2 separate regions of the Macaca mulatta genome follow, and region 2 is linked to region 1. Evidence: chromatin contacts called from public Hi-C data. All regions are on one chromosome and are shown on one strand. The core of a region is the stretch at or near the end of the contact, and the rest is flanking DNA. Distances in the headings are between cores, read along the strand shown.

Region 1 (7,824 bases), core at 1,635-4,134:
ACATCCACCTCCTCTAAGGCCCTCTAACTCTTCCTAGTCATCTTCCTGCCACACTGGCTTGATGGGAGGGAGATAAAAATGGGCTTGAATTCAGACAAGGGCTTTGCTTATCTGAAATGTGTTTGCTGAGGATCTTATTCCCAGAGCAGTAGCTCTGAACATATTAATATTTTGGGTGTGCTAAACTCTGTTAAGAATCCAATGAAAGTTGTGAACCCTCTTCCTGGATAAACACACATCTTTACATCCACACTGTTTTGAAAGCAAAATTGAAACCCATCTGTGGGGTCCTGGTTAAGAACCTCACCGGAAGGAGATCAGAACATCAGTTTCCTGATTGCCCTGTCTTAGCTCATTCAGGCTGCTATAACAAAATATCTTAGACTAGGTAATGTATAAGTAACAGAAATATATTGTTTATAGTTTTGGAGGCTAGGAAGTCCAAGATCAAGGACTGGACTGGTGAAGGCTTACTCTCTGCTTCAAAGATGGTGCCTTGTAGCTGTGTCCTCACACGGTGGAAGGGCCAAGTTAGCTCCCTTCAACTCCAACTCCTTTTATAAGGCCACTAAGCCCATTCCTGAGCAGAGCCTTCATGAATTAATCACTTCCTCAAAGGTCCCATCTCTTAATACTATCACATTGGGTTTTGGGTTCCAATATATGAATTTGGGGAGATCACCAATATTCTGACCATAACACCCTTTCTGCAGTCTTCAAGTGGCTCAAGAGGGGAGAAGAATAGGGTCTCAGTCCCCATGGGGATTGGAGCGTGAGGAAAGGGCAGCCTCTTCTCCCATCCATCTGTAACCCTTAGTTATGGAGCCAGACATCAGGTATTGTAGGTCCTCCGCTGGGCAGTCAGTCATTCAGCTGGTTAAAGAGTCAGTCATACAGTCAGTTTAAGCTTGTCAGGTGTTCAGTTACCTACGGTTAGTACATCAGTAAGAAATTCAGTAGGTGGCCAGGTGCGGTGGCTCATGCCTGTAATGCCAGCACTTTGGAGACCGAGGCGGGCAGATCACGAGGTCAGGAGATCGAGACCAGCCTGGCCAACAAAGTGAAACTCCGTCTCTACTAAAAAATACAAAACATTAGCCAGGCGTGGTGGCAGGCTCCTGTAGGCCCAGCTACTCAGGAGGCTGAAGCAGAAGAATGGTGTGAAGCTGGGAGGCGGCGCTTGCAGTGAGTCGAGATCGTGCCACTGCACTCCAGCCTAGGCGACAGAGCGAGACTCCATCTCAAAAAACAAGCAAAACCAAAAACAACAAAAACAAGAAGTCCATTAGGTCAATCAAGTGATTTGTGTGTTTAGATGTTTAATCAGTCAACCAGCCAGTCAATTACTCAGGATTAATTTTTAGGATAGACAGTGGTCCATCAGGATCCATCAGTCAGAAAGTCAATTTAATGGTCCGTCCGTCAATCAGGGTGCTAGATGTTTAAAATGCTAAACACCTGGCTCATCAGTGGGACAAACGGGCAGCTGGGGTGAGGCCATCTGGACTCAGAGCGTGTCTCCACTTGCTACAGCTTGAAGATAATGTACACAGGTGGGGAGAAGATTTGACTCCTCGTGGGCCTCCGGAGGGAGCTTCAGTTTGCTGGGAAAGAGGCCTCACCTGGTGTGGTTGACAGGGAAAGAGGAAAAGCCACAAAACATGGGCCAGGCGGAGTTGCCACCAGAGGGTGGTGTGGCATTCCTTCACAACCCCACTCTGCACACTCCATGGACTCAACTTTAGGCTTGAAGGAGCCTGTTTCTGGCCGGCTTTTGAGGAAAGGCCCCTGGAAGGACTTCCCCTCCTAGGGAGTACCTGAGACATGCTTGGCTCTGAGCTGGGAGGAAGCCAGCCAGCTACCCACCAGGAGAAGGACTTGCCCTCCCTGGTTGTCAGGAGCATGCCAGCCAAAGCACCGGGCAATGGGAGAGGAGAGAGAAACTGGGGTGGGGATGCTGGGGTATGGGGAAATGAACACTGTACCTGCCTGCCCAGGAGCAAGGCGGGGAGCAGCTTCCTAAAGCTGAGGCACTGAGGGCAGGATCTCTGGTTTGTGGGGGTCTACACCATATCCAGGGCTACTTCTCGTTCACCTTCTCCAGGGGCCACACTTTGAGCCTCCAGACTCCCATTCTTTTGCTGAACTCTGTGGTCAGCAGCTTCCTCTCAGATGAACAGCAAGTCCAACTAAAGCAGGAAGGATGGAAATTAGACATAGATAATGAAGAAACAAGGGGAAAGGATGAGCCCTTTTGGGGGAATAGTGGAGATGTTTTATAAGGTTCCAAATACAGTGTTGGGCACGAAGGCAGGACTCAGTAAATTTGAGTTCCCCTAAGGGAGGTGCGTGTGGCTAAGGCGTTGTAGCTCCAACTTATGCATAAAGCATGATTTGATGCCTCCAGGCGGGCGTCTTGGCTTTAAAAAGTGGGCAGGGCAGCGTGGACAGGGCATTGTGGATGGGAGCTACAGCTGAACGTTATCTGGATTTATTTGTTTCTGCAAGCAGGCTGGTGTTGCCATCGGAAGATTGTGTGAAAACTGTGACAGCAAGCGTGTGATTTGTGACCGCTGTGTGTGTCCCTGCACCCTGGTGTGCTTATGTGATGAGTGTAACAATGGCTCTTACCAGGGGCACTGTGAGATCTGTGGAGGCCGTGGGAGTCTCTGATGCCTATTATTGTAAGGAGTGCACCAGCCAGGAGAAGGATAGAGATGGCTGCCCAAAGATTGTCAGCTTAGGGAGCTCTGAGACAGACCTCTTCCATGAACGTCAAAAATACAGCATCAGGAAGAGGTGATTGGTGGGTGGCCCCTTCCTCCCCTGCATCAAGCTGCAGCAGCTGCCAGAAATGACGCCTACCACTACCAGCAGAAAGGGAGCGGAGCCCGGGCATTGCCGGAAGTGCCTGCCGGTGTACTGGCACCCTGCCACCTCTCCCTCCCCCTTCGTGCAGACGTGTGATAGGGATGGAAAAGGATTCTTTACAGAACTCCCTGGCAGGCTGAATCATGGAAGAATTGATAGATTAGTTACTGTTTTTTCTTGAATTTGAGAAGCAAGGTTCTGTCCTGCATGTGGATATGTCCTCCCTACCCGGAGAGCTTCTAAAAAGGAGTCATGGTTCAGTCTTCTGCTTGAGGAGGTGATTGTGAAGCTGCACGCAGTGAAAGACCGTCCTTGAGGAGACTTCACATGGCAGGAAGTTATCAGAACAAGAAATGCGGGCCTTTCATCTTTCACATTTTAAAAAAATGTGGGCAGGGCTGTCATTCTGGTTCTAACTGGTTTTGGTGTCTCAGAGCAATGGAGAGAGTCATTGGTGAGAAATAATGACTTGTGCCAGGTGGAGATGGTCCATGTGTCTGGAGCTTCACATACACTCTGCGGGAGTCATCATCCCTGGTTTAGGGATTGTAGGAGCCTAGGTACCTTGCCTGAGGCTCCACACCTGCGAAGTGGTAGAGAACTGTATTTGAGCTCAGTCTGTATGGTTCCAAAGCTCTTTTTCTAGGTGATCACACTCGAGACCACAGATGCGGAAGGGGAGGAGAGCGGAGGACTGAGAAATCACTGGCTTCTGAAGTGCTCTGGAAGCGACTGTCCTCTCAGAGATCCTGTCAGTCTCACACCCCTACCATGATGCCAAGACTCTTTTTCTGTCTTCCAGACATGCAGAAAATCCGTCAACAACTGCAGTCCATGTACACACCGTTCATCCTTATACTTACTGCAAGTAATAAAGCTGGAGACGTAGGTGGGAACCAGACCCTGGAGGGCCTCATGGGTTACCTTAGGGAGCCTGGATTTTATCTAGAAGGCTGTGGAGGGCCAAGGAAGGGTTTTTAATTTGATTTATGCTGTCATGAATGTACAATCTATACATGCCAGAGCGAAACATTTAGTATGTATTGGTAAGCCATCACACATGCTTTCTGTAGACCCCTGTGAGGAATGTTTAATATAATGATATAATGACTATAAGTAAGGGCTTGAGTCACATTGGTTTGCCTCCCAGTTCTGCCACTTCCTGGCTGAGAGGCCTTGGCAAGTGACCTCTACTCTCAGTTTCTTTCCCTGTCTTAAAAATGGGGATGATAGGCTGGGCAGGGTGGCTCATGCCTGTAATACCAGCACTGTGGGAGGCTGAGGCAGGCAGATTGCTTGAGCCCAGAAGTTTGAGACCAGCCTGAGCAACACAGCAAGACCCCATCTCATACACACACACACACACACACACACATATATGAAAATTAGCTGAGTGTGGTGGCTCGTGCCTGCAATCCCAGCTACTCGGGAGGCTAAGGTGGGAGGATTGCTTGAGCCCAGGAGCTTGAGGCTGCAGTGAGCTATTACTGCCACTGTACTCCTGCCTGGATGACAAGGGTGAGACCTTGTCTCAAAAAAAAAAAAAAAAAAAGGATAATACTCTCTAAGTCACAGGTTACTGTAAGATGAAACAAAGCTCTACATAAAAAGCACACCGCATGTCTTTGGGCATTGAAATGCTCAGCAAGTGCTGGCCCATCCTGCACATAAAATGCGTCTCGTGCTCCACTTCCAACCCTCTTAGTCTTTTTCCAGTCACTAATTTCTCTCTCTTTTTTGCCTTAAATAACAGACATTTATTTCTCACAGGTCTGGAGGCTGAGAAGTCCATGGTCAGGGAGACAGCACTTTCAATTGCTAGTGAGGGCTCTCTTCCTGGCTTGCAGATAGCCACCTTCTTACTGTGTCCACACATGGGAGGGGGGAGGGAGGGAGGGAAGGAGGAAGAGAGAGAGAGAGAGATTCTCTTGCTTCCTGCCCTGGGGTTTCTCTGATGCTATGGTGTACAGGGCATGTACATGGTGTACAGGGCACCCTCCTGCTGGGCAGTAGTGCACGTGCAACTCAGCAGAGCAGGGAAGGCAGCTGTAGATGGGAGCCAATGGATAAATGTTTCCCACAAGTGAACACTTCTGAGATGTCTTTCCCAAGCCTTCTTAGGAGGTCCTGTGGGATAGAGGACCCGGTTACCTCCTTATGCATCCTTACATTGGCTTTCCCTCCTTCCCCTTCTGTCCCCTCTTTCGCTCCTGCCTCTTTGGGACCACATCCCCTACAAACTTAACAAACTACCTACATTTAAGCTTTTTTTTTTTTTTCCCTCACACTCTGCTTCAAGGGAGCCCAGGCTTAGACAATCTATTATAAGAAGATTCTATTTTCTTGGAAAAGCTACATTAGGAAAAAATGGGAAAAGAAACAAAAGGAGCTAGAAATATAAATATCCATATAGAGATGCGAGAAGGGGATCATCCTCTTGAGCAGAGTAGACTCTTGACTGTAGCCCAAGTGTCAAGTTCACTTATTCTCTTGTGTGGTTGTAATGGAATAGGGGGTGCAGGGAGAGGTACCAAGCTAGAGGGACCTGGAAGAGCTTTATAGTCTAGGATAATCCACATTCCAGTCCTGAGTTGGCCACTTACTATTGACTGTGTGATCTTACATACATGACTACGTCCGAGCCTCAGAGCTCAGAGCTTTCCTTACTAGTGAAATGGGGATAATAAATGCCTTCTTCAGGTGCTCGCTCATACTGTGAGATGCACAGACTATGTTAGTTGAATGCTCAGCCTAGTGTCCAGCCCATGGTACATGTTTAACAAATGGTAAGTCTTGGTGTCACAGCCCTCTGTAATTAGCTTTGGATTGTCTGAAATCAAATTTTTCCTACTGCTTCATATGTGCATACTTAGCTTCTGTAATAAAATGGTAAGCCTCTCGAAGGCAGTGAGAAAAGATCTATTGGTCATCAATAGACACTTATCCCTTTTCTAGAAATAAGTCCAGCTTTCCTGCCCATGCTAGCAGAGACCTTAGCCTCTAGGATTTGCTTGCCTTCCATTGAGGTCAGTTCCCAGGAGGCAGATTCTGAGACAGATGTGGGTGCAGGGGGTTGCTGGGGAGTGCTCTCAACACTGTGAAGGATGCTGGATGAGGCAGAAGTTGGGCTGTGTTGCAGTCACAAGGCCTTGGCTGACCCCAAAGGAGCTCTGAAGCTGGGATGGCCCCTCAGGTTGTCCCTGGGCCTTCCAATCCCTATTCTGACCAATCATTGGATGTGGCTGCCCTGGGAAGCAGCACGTCCTTCAGCAGATGGCTCTCTGCTCCAGAGCAGTGCCCTGAAAGCACTGACAGCCGAGCACCACCAGCAACTGGGGGAAGAAGTCCTGAAGTGGGGGATCTGGGTGGCGCAGCATCCACACCTTCGGTATAAAGGTGGCTTTGGAGAGTGTGGTAGTCACTGCTAGTTCTCTACCCAATACCACTTCCCCTTTTTTCTCAAGTAAAAGGAGGCTGAGCTTGTTTGGGACAGCATTGTGCCCAATAAAGATCCTCACTTTCCTAGACTCCTTTACAGCGGAGGAAGCCAAGGGGCCCCGCTCTAGCCAGTGCGAGGCGAACGGGAGTCTGGGTTCCTGATGACATCGTGGTGCCACGGGCGAGAGTGAAAGGCTTTATTGCTTAGGCCACTGTCATCAGGTTTCGGTAGCACGGAACCAAAGGCAGTCCTAAATGGTTCAGGAGGCATTATCATATACCCTGCTTAAGAGCATGGTCCTGCGTGTGAAATGGGCACAGCGGGAGTCCCAGCTCTGCTGCACACCAGCAGCCATGTGGAGCCTCAGACGAACTACTCCTGTGGTTTCCTTTTCTGTAAAAGTGGGAATGACAGTAGTTTCTCACTACCGTCTCAACGTATAACACCAGGGTAACCAACTTGTTCCAGTTTGCCTGGGACTTTCCTGTTTTTTAAGCACTGAAAGCCCCTCATCCTGGGAAACTACTCAGTGCCAGGCAGACCTGGACAGCTGCTCAATCTGTTAAAACACCCTCAAACTACCCTGCTTCCTTTACAGATGGAAGACTGAAAAATTGTGTTGATGCTGCCCCCTAGTGGTTGAATGTAATGTAACTGCTGCAAAGATACATTTTACATTGTAAGTTTTCTTAAGAGCAATCCACAGATGGTTAGAGGCAGAGTTGGAATATTCCCCTAACCGTTTAGATTTAAATGTAGAACTGCTTTAACCCCATTATATTATTCATCGATATTTGCCAGCAAATATAGTATCTGGTAGGACTACTGTGAAGATTAATGAAATGGTGTAAATGTTCCCATGGTATCTCATATGGTGGTTTTTGGTTTTTTGTTTGTTTTGAGACAGGGTCTTACTCTGTCACCCACATGGAGTGCAATGGCACAATCACGGGTCAATGCAGCCTCAACTGCCGTGGGTTTAAACAGTCCTTCCATCTCAGCCTCCCAAGGAGCTGGGACCACAGGCATGTGCCACCACTCCCAGCTAATTTTTTAAATTTTTTTGTAGAGATAGGGTCTCTCTATGTTACCCAGGCTCATCTCAAATTCCTGGGCTCAAGCAGTCCTCCCGCCTCGGCCTGTCAATGTGCTGGGATGACAGGCATGAGCCACCGTGCTCGGCTGTTAAGTGCTCTTCAGTTCACTGGTATCGTGTGAACATGAGTTAGACTCAGCTCTGACTCTTCCTTTGAAAAAGTGACTTCAACCCCTGCCGGCCCCCCCAGCCGCTGCCTGTTTTCCTCATTCACATTAGGGAACTAGGACTTTCCTCAGAATGTTGTGAAGACTGATGAAGAAACACTTATGGAACCCATGTAGTTGGCACTACATGGCAACTTTACTGCTGACAAAGTTGTCCGGAAGGCAGGCCTCAGGCCATCCCTCTGCTGAGGGGCTCTGTAGCTCTCAGGAGCTGAGCTGGCCCTCAGGGATGCCTTCTCCTCATCAGAGCC
Region 2 (7,824 bases), core at 2,147-4,646, 440 kb before region 1:
ACTAGCTGGAAGAGGAGTCAGTGTTGGGTAAAAGGAAGTTCAAACCAACAGAAAATAGTTTTTAACATAAATAGGAGAAAAATAATTCTGTAAAAATAGAAACACGGTGGAGTTGAAGCCTGCTTCTCTTCTTATACTGGGTTTTGCTCAGGCATTTGTTTGCTCCTCTCCACATGCTCTTACCCTTAAAAACACACCACCGCCCTAGTCTCTTCAGTGTGGATTAAAAACAACCACTGCCTCCTGAGGTTTTCTTCAATCCCACAATTACTCCTCTGTGCAAGGAGTTATGCACTGGAGACACCAAAATGACCAAGGCTGGGTCTCAAGGGGCTCACCAGCAAATGGGGACGTAGACAGACAACTAAATATCATGAGGGTTGTGATACAACAGTGAAGACGTGCTACCTGTATCTGGCTCTAGTTCTGTGCAATCACAGAATTTTAACATTAAGGTTGGTGATCCCAACTGCCTCTTTACAAATTAGGAAAATAAGGCTCCCAAAAGTTACGTGAAATATCTAAGGTGATACAGTCATGAAGGGTTACCCTGGCTATTATAACTGGCTCTACTAGCAAACCTATTCAACGCTTTTCATCAGCACTTTGCTCACTATGCAATCATCACTCTTTTCTGAATGAAGGGAGGATAGTGGAAACGAAGATGAGAGTGTTATCCATATCAGAATGGGCTGACGGGCAAATCTTGGGAGCAGAAAGTATAATAAATCACAAGTGTGAGATAAATTCCAAATACTAAGGAAAGGGAACAAAGTGGGTTCTTGTTGCTGAATCTAGGAATCTCTAAATTACGCTTATAGCTCTAATGTAGATTATCAAAACTGACCCAAATCTACACAAATTCCTAAAGTTGCAGATAAAAGATAAAAATTTGCTTTAATGATCTTCCTAGAATCTAAAACAGCACATTTCTAAGGAGTACAATAACACCTTTTAGAAGGGTGCTAGGGTAAAGACTAGGAAGTCTGGAAAAAAAGTTTCCTTCTGCTGTCACCTGACCTCTAAGTGGGTTTTAACACCTCATAAACAAAATACAAAGGTCTAGCCTAGAATACTTTCCTGAACCCAAAGTACAGCTGTTTGCAAATATGCAAGACTGATCCTGTAGTAGCAGAATACTTGCTATAATTAGAAAGTTTATGATGAAATGTGTCATTTATAGCCTATACTTTGACCTACATTAAAATATCTCAGTAAAGTTTATTTGTTGCAAAGTTTCAATCATTATTTCAGGTTATACATTTCCACTTACTGCTTAAATGTTTTTCCTTCGGGGAGGAAATAGCTTTTTGGGAGAGAAATCTTTTGAAAATACCCTTTGGGAACATTATTTTTAAACTGAAAAGGAACTAAGTGAAAGTTTAGTTTCCTTTAAACTAAAGGAATTTATTTAGGAGATAAAATGTTTAGCAAAACTTGTATTGCAAAAAAAAAAAAAAAAAAAAAAAAAAAGTCTCTTGGATCAGTTAAAAAATGCTTCCCAAACTGGAAACTATGATTCCTAAGTGAGGGTAGGGGCAGCTGTACTGCTGGCAAATAAACTAGATACTTTTAAAGCCTAATATGTTTTGTTTGTTTGTTTTTGAGACAGGGTCTCATTCTGTCACCCAAGCTAGAGTATCGTGGCAGTGGCAGGAAAAAGGCTCACTGTAGCCTCGACCTCCTGGGCTCAAGGGATCCTCCCACCTCAGCCTCCTGAGTAGCTGGAGGCCACCATGCCTGGTCACTTTATTTTAATTTTTAATTGTAGAGATAGGGTCTTGCGATGTTGCCTAGGCAGGTCTCAAACTCTTGGGCTCAAGTGATCCATATAAAATAAGTGGGTCATGTCTAATAACAAGGTCTTTCAAAAGTAAAAGGTAAAAATATCTGAATCCAATTGTTGTAAATCCTCTTTGAAACAAGCCCTTAGAATAAAAGACAAAAGAGCATAAATTGAGAAATCTCTTGATTCTGGTAGGTTTAAAGTCTCATCCCCCCTCAAGGACAGCAATTCTCTTTATGTTCTCCAATTCTCTCATTTTTCAAGACAAGTCAGTTTTCAAACTACAGAAATGTCTGTTTTCTTTAACTACCCTCAATAAAGAACTCCACTGAAGATGCTCTCACAGTAATTTTAAATGCCCTATCTGAAAATACAACTTGCATTTAAACAGCACTTGCTTTTCAAAGTGGTCTGAGATCTTAGAACCATATAAAATATAACAAGAGTAAGCTGTTCTGAAACATTTTGCTTGGTCTAATATTTTAACTCCAAATATCACAGAAAGAGGACATATTTGTAAGAGGGTTCTCCACAAAGGCATGACTCAGAGCAGGGCAGTATCTTCTCCAGGAAATGACATCCGATATGGAGAGGGGGGTGTAATGGAGGTGAAGTTCTACATTTCTGAAAAAAGGGCTTACAATTCTTCGGCTTCCATGAAACTTAGATATTCTTGAATCACACTGTCCCCTTCAAGCCACGCTAGTGCTATCTGACCCGTCTTAGATCAATCCAGATTTAAAAGCCATTCGAAGAGCGGCGGTAAGCTAATCCGGAAATGCAATGGCTGTGAACACTTTCCTGTGTACCTCGAGGAGAACTAAGGGTGTCGTTTTGTGGAAGATGACTCCGGAGCATCACTTTGATGGTGACCAAGACTATTAAAGTTCACTGCTGAATCACGGCCTTTACTCTGTCCACCTTGCGATGAGCTTTTAGAACAGGGGCTGGCCACACAAACCGAAGTGTTTCCTGCTAGTTCCCAACAATCACCCGGTTTTATTTTCCTGGTCACACCCATCACTACCTGAAATTACCTTGTTTACCTCCGTTTATTGCCCATTTCTCTCCCTAGAACACCAACCACCCGGCGCCGGGCGCCTGTTGCACAACCCCTCAGCCCTCAGGAGCCGCAACAGGATCGTGGCTCCGCGTTCCTCCGGCGCCCGGGCAGGGCGACCTCCACCCACTCCCCAAGGCAGGGGACTTTCCAAGGCTTCTGGCGGGCGCCCGTCCAGTCCCAATCCCGAAGTCGGCTCCCGGAGGCCGCAGCGCGGCCCCGGCCTTGCGTGCAGCGCTTACCCATCACCTGGACCCTGCAGATGGCGCACGTATCGCACTCAACGTCCCAGCTCCACATGGCCACCGCGTTCCACTTCTTGAGGGAGAACATCTTGTCGCCTCCCGACTTGGAGCCTGAGCTCCCGGAGTGAGACGCCAGGGCGCAGGTTTCCTCTCCGTCTTCCACGTCGGCCATGGCGGCGCCGCGGAGCCGACGGCGGAGACGTTGGCTTGGGGTAGGCGGGAGGCTAGGGCGGCTCTGCCGGGCCGCCCGACGGGCCACAGCGCCGCCCGCAGGCCGCAGGCCACCGTGGTGCCCAGACCCCGGCCACCCACGATTGGCTGGCGCGGCCCAGTGACGTCACCGGACGCCAGCGGCGGGGGGGCAGGCAGGCCCCGCCCCCGCCCTCCTGGGGCGACCGAGCGGGCTTGGGGCTTCTCGGGGCTACGCTGCCGAATCCGCCTGCCGCGCTGCGGGGTGTTACGTCTGAGCAGGCGCACAGATTGTGCTGGAATGTGTGTCCTGCTTTATGGCTTCATTAAAACTACTGCTCTCAGAAATAATCTTGTTAATTTACTTGTTTGTCTTTTCCCTCCCAAGTGTAAAACTCTATCAGAGCAGGGAATATGTTCTTATCACCACATTGTCCTCGGTATCTACAAAATGCCTGGCCACAAGAGGCACAATTATTTCTTGAGTGAATTAATGATCTTAAAGATCTAGAAATCTGGCTCAGTGATTCTCAGACTTTTTGGTCTCAGGACTCCTTTTCACTTAAAAATTATTAGTCCCTTAAAGAGCTTTTATTTATGTAGGAAATGTATAAATATATATATACACACACACATATGTATGAATATATATACATATATACAATGAATATATGTACATTCATGTATAATGAATATTCATACATTTCCTGTATATGTATACACACGTACATAGAGATTAATGTTTCTTTTTAAGAAATTAAAACATATTTTTAAATGTATTCATTAAAAATCACAGTAATAACCTCATTAGAGGTTATCATTAGAGGGATAACTTCACATACCATGTAATTTCTAGAAACTCCCGTGTACACTCGTAGAATGAGAGTGAAAAGAGAGAAATAGCTCTAAATATTGTTAGGCAACTAGTTTGCCCTCTTTTGACCCCTAAAAGAGGTCAGGATCCCAGGAGTCCCGGTGTGTGGCGACACAACCCACACGTATTTTTCAGGCCCTGCTTCCTCATCTGCAGAGTCTCCATTCCTTCTGCTCAGTACATTTGAGCTAGTTTAACTTCCTCTTTTTATATGTAGGACTAATGAGGTCCGAAGAAGTGAAATGACAAAGATCACATTGTTATTACAGTAGTGCTTCTACTGCTAGCCCACCATCACATGTGTTTCCAAGAAAGCAGGCATCTCCACTGAAAAGAAAGCAGAAGCACAGACAGCCTAAGGAGATGCCTGATCCCACCGTCACCTAGTGGTGGACACCTACTCTGTCAAGTTTGGATTCTGAGCCTCTCGCCATCCCCTCATCTCCTGATACCTGGGCAAAAGGTAACCAGGCCAATGGAACCTGGCAGGGGAAACAAGAATGCATTAATCTATAGAAACATAAATATGGACGCAGGGTCACATTCGGTTAGATGGAAATGTGTATTTGTTGAGTGGTGTGTTAAGGGCTGTGAGGGTGCAGGATGCAGTGAGGGAAAGCCTCATGGGAGAGGTGAAGTTTGAACTGGGGGAACATGGGAGGCCTTCAGGGCCTTCAGGGCCAGTGGAGAGAGCAAACCTCTCTGAGCTGTTGGGCAGAGCAGAGCACAATGGTGGTGGCAGACAGGAATTGGACCACACCAACTTTATAAGCCAGACACCCATTGGAGTGAGCACACAAAACATGTGTTCCCTTCTTACTGAACGACCACACATCTGCCTAGAGATGGCTGTAAATGCTAGGTATCTAACAAAGAGAAGGATAAAACGCACCCAGTTGGTGAGAAGTTTGAAAGACAAAAGGATGAAATGGTGAAAAGGGAGAAGGATGGCTTTGCTGGAGGAATGGTATGTGCCCTTGCTGAGCCATGAAATCTGGAGAGAGGTGTCGGCTGCGGTGAAATTTGAGAATAGAAGCCAGGCGGGAGCATAGGGGCGGGAAGTGGAAGGCGGATTGGGGAGATGAGTATGGTTTTGACACACTGCATGTCAGGAGAACTTTTTCTCCTGACAAAGAGAACAGGAATGAGTGATGCACTGGAGTTCAGTGCAACAAGCAAGCATGCATGGGGAGAAGGGAAAGCAGGAGTGAGGTGGAAAGTTCAGGCTGCAGCAGCTGTTCAGGCGTGGCGGGGCCAATGGGTCTCCTGTGATTTCCCTCCTTTGGTTCACCTTCATGAGAGCTTGTCTGCCATCATGAGCACCCAAAGGGCAGGAACTATAGGCGGCCTTGAATGCAGCAAAACAAATATCTGTCCTCCTCATGGCCTGCTCAGTTCCCACTCCACCACTGTGCGTTGTTCCTCTCACCAGTCCTTGGTGTGTGGGGACACAACCCACACTTATTTTTCAGCCCCCGCTTCCTCAGCTGCACAGTCTCCATTCCTTCTGCTCAGTACATTGAAGACGTAGTTTCTTTAATTTTGAGGACTTCTCTTAAGCAAAATATTTAAGGACTAACTGATAAATATTTAGGAAAAGTTTGTCTCAGTACAAGTGGACATTTTTGTTATTTCTTTGGTCCTCACTCCAACCATCATTTCCCCCTTCTGTGCCATTCATCTTTAACAAAATAAGTTTTCCTGTTGTCAGGGAAGTAAAACTTTCCCTCTACCCTCTTAGGTTCAGTATTTGGGGGGATTGCAAATTAAACCAACAAAACACAGATTAGCAGGAGAAAAGATAGATTTTTATTAACCAAAGTAGTCAGAGTTCACAGAAAGTTATGACTCAAGGGGCAATTAGAATTTGGGGCTTATACACTGTCTAAATAAAGGAAAGGGAGAAGGAGAAAGGGCACTTCTGGAAAATAACTTTCAGAAAAGATAAACAGGCCTTTGGGAGAATAGATAGGAGATATGATAGTTTTGTGACAAAGTCTATTAGCTGATTTATTATCCCAGTACCAACTTCTTGTTTCTAATGATAGGGTCAACCTTCCCTGGTTTTAAAATTCCTGGGAAGGAATTTAAGACAGTTGAATTCTTTTGAGAGGCATTGCTTTTAGACAGGTAAGTTCAGGGAAAAAATTAAAATAAAATAAAACAACTCTTCCTGCATCTGTCGATTCTCAAATGCCTTTCGCTCAAAATAATCCTTATGCTATAGAGGCATATTCTGGACTTCTTTCCTGCACTAGGGAAAGAAATAAAAACAAAAACAAACCTGATGACATTTGCTTGTTGAGCTGGAGTAGTTTCCCCAAAGGGACCAATGTTTGGAACTATAATGACAAAGCAAGAAAATTGTTCCTAGAGGCTAGAGATCAAAGCTAGCCTGAAAAGTATATGCTACCTCCTCCTGGGAATGTCCTTCTAAGCAAGTCTGCTCTCCATCACACTTGTCAGACAAGAGTTATGGCTCATCTTTTTTCTTGGAAATAATTGTGTTCATGTCCATAGGTCCCTGAGCATTTGCTGGTCTTTTTTGGTCAGATGGAACCCTCCAGTTCATTTGCCTCTCTTGGTCTTAGATGACAGTGCTGTGGCCATAAATTATTAATCCTGCTGCCCCACTCCCCCAACACACACACGCACGTGCACACACATCCCATACTGAAAGCGTACATTTGACCAAAGCAATCAGCCTTTGTTGGAGAATTCCTTAAATCCTCCCAACATTATATTTCATTCATCGTAAGACATCAATCATCAACTGTGTGATGTAAATCAATTTCAGATGTGAAAAAAGAAGTGACGTAGAATATTTCAGAATAGATGAAAAATGAAAGAGAGAAACCCATGCCTAAATTTCATGATGCCTTCTTTAGAAACCTGGTGACTTTGCTGAGAAAGTAGAGTTTTGGGGATCGATTTTAATCCATTTGTCTAAAATTGCTCCACATTGAATCTTCTGAAGCTGCAGGTGTGGATGAGTATAGCACTGTGTGTATGCTTTTACCTCTTTTTTGAAATCTGCTGAGTTTTTCTATTAGATATTGGTGACATCTGCTTGAATGACTCATTGTTGCTTCATACTCGACAGGTGAAAGGGAGTTCATTTCCTTTCTTGCAAAATTTAGCTTTCTTTCAACAGTTTGCTTTCTTTGCCTGAGATGTAATTCTCTCCTAGGTATAACTGTCCGGGTCTGAAACCACAGTCACTGTTGACTCTTTCCCCTTCCTCACCCTTCATACGTAATTATCTGTTCATTCTTTCTTTAGAAGTTTCTAGAATCAACCAGACTTTCCATTCCCATTGTGGAATCTTAACCTCATCACCTTGTTTCTGGATTACGGTGTCCTGACTTCTTCCCTGCCTTTCCTCCCCAGTCTAAATCCCACTCAATCTAACATGCCTGGTTAATTTTCCTTCCTCTGACATTCTCCTGCTCAAAATGTTCCAAAGCTCCACATTATCATCAGAACGAAATCTAAATGTCCTGATTGTTCATTTAAGCCCTGCCACAATATGGCCCCGACCTACCTGTCAAGGCCATCCCCGGCACCCCTCTGCAGGATCCTCGTGAGATTGGTCTGCACAGACATCCAAGCGTACCATGGACTGGCTTTTCCTCAAAATCGGACAGAACTTCCCCTGCCTTCTTCAGCT

The links. Hi-C and Micro-C count contacts between places; a contact is called where the count stands out from the background.
Region 2: a Hi-C map of fetal cortical plate shows a contact between it and region 1, with 2.1 times the contacts expected there. The contact joins the promoter of RNF7 here to the enhancer-like site in region 1. A contact is called at or near these places in 3 of 14 Hi-C or Micro-C datasets (fetal cortex germinal zone, fetal cortical plate and liver).

What each region holds. Positions count from the first base shown.
Region 1 is chr2:44,285,956-44,293,779 of T2T-MMU8v2.0, reverse strand. No RefSeq gene overlaps it. Among named protein-coding and RNA genes, the nearest start is that of PXYLP1, 27 kb to the right of the region's middle. Within about 2 kb of position 2,884, at least 12 of the 40 cell types and tissues checked have an H3K27ac peak or open chromatin away from gene starts, as enhancers often do. A contact at or near this core is called in fetal cortex germinal zone and fetal cortical plate, where this site is marked.
Region 2 is chr2:44,725,098-44,732,921 of T2T-MMU8v2.0, reverse strand. RNF7 (ring finger protein 7) reads right to left here and starts at 3,396. Exons shown (of 3, transcript NM_001266476.1): 1 at 3,089-3,396. The coding sequence starts at 3,263. LOC114676259 reads right to left here. Exons shown (of 13, transcript XM_077991540.1): 13 at 5,941-7,824.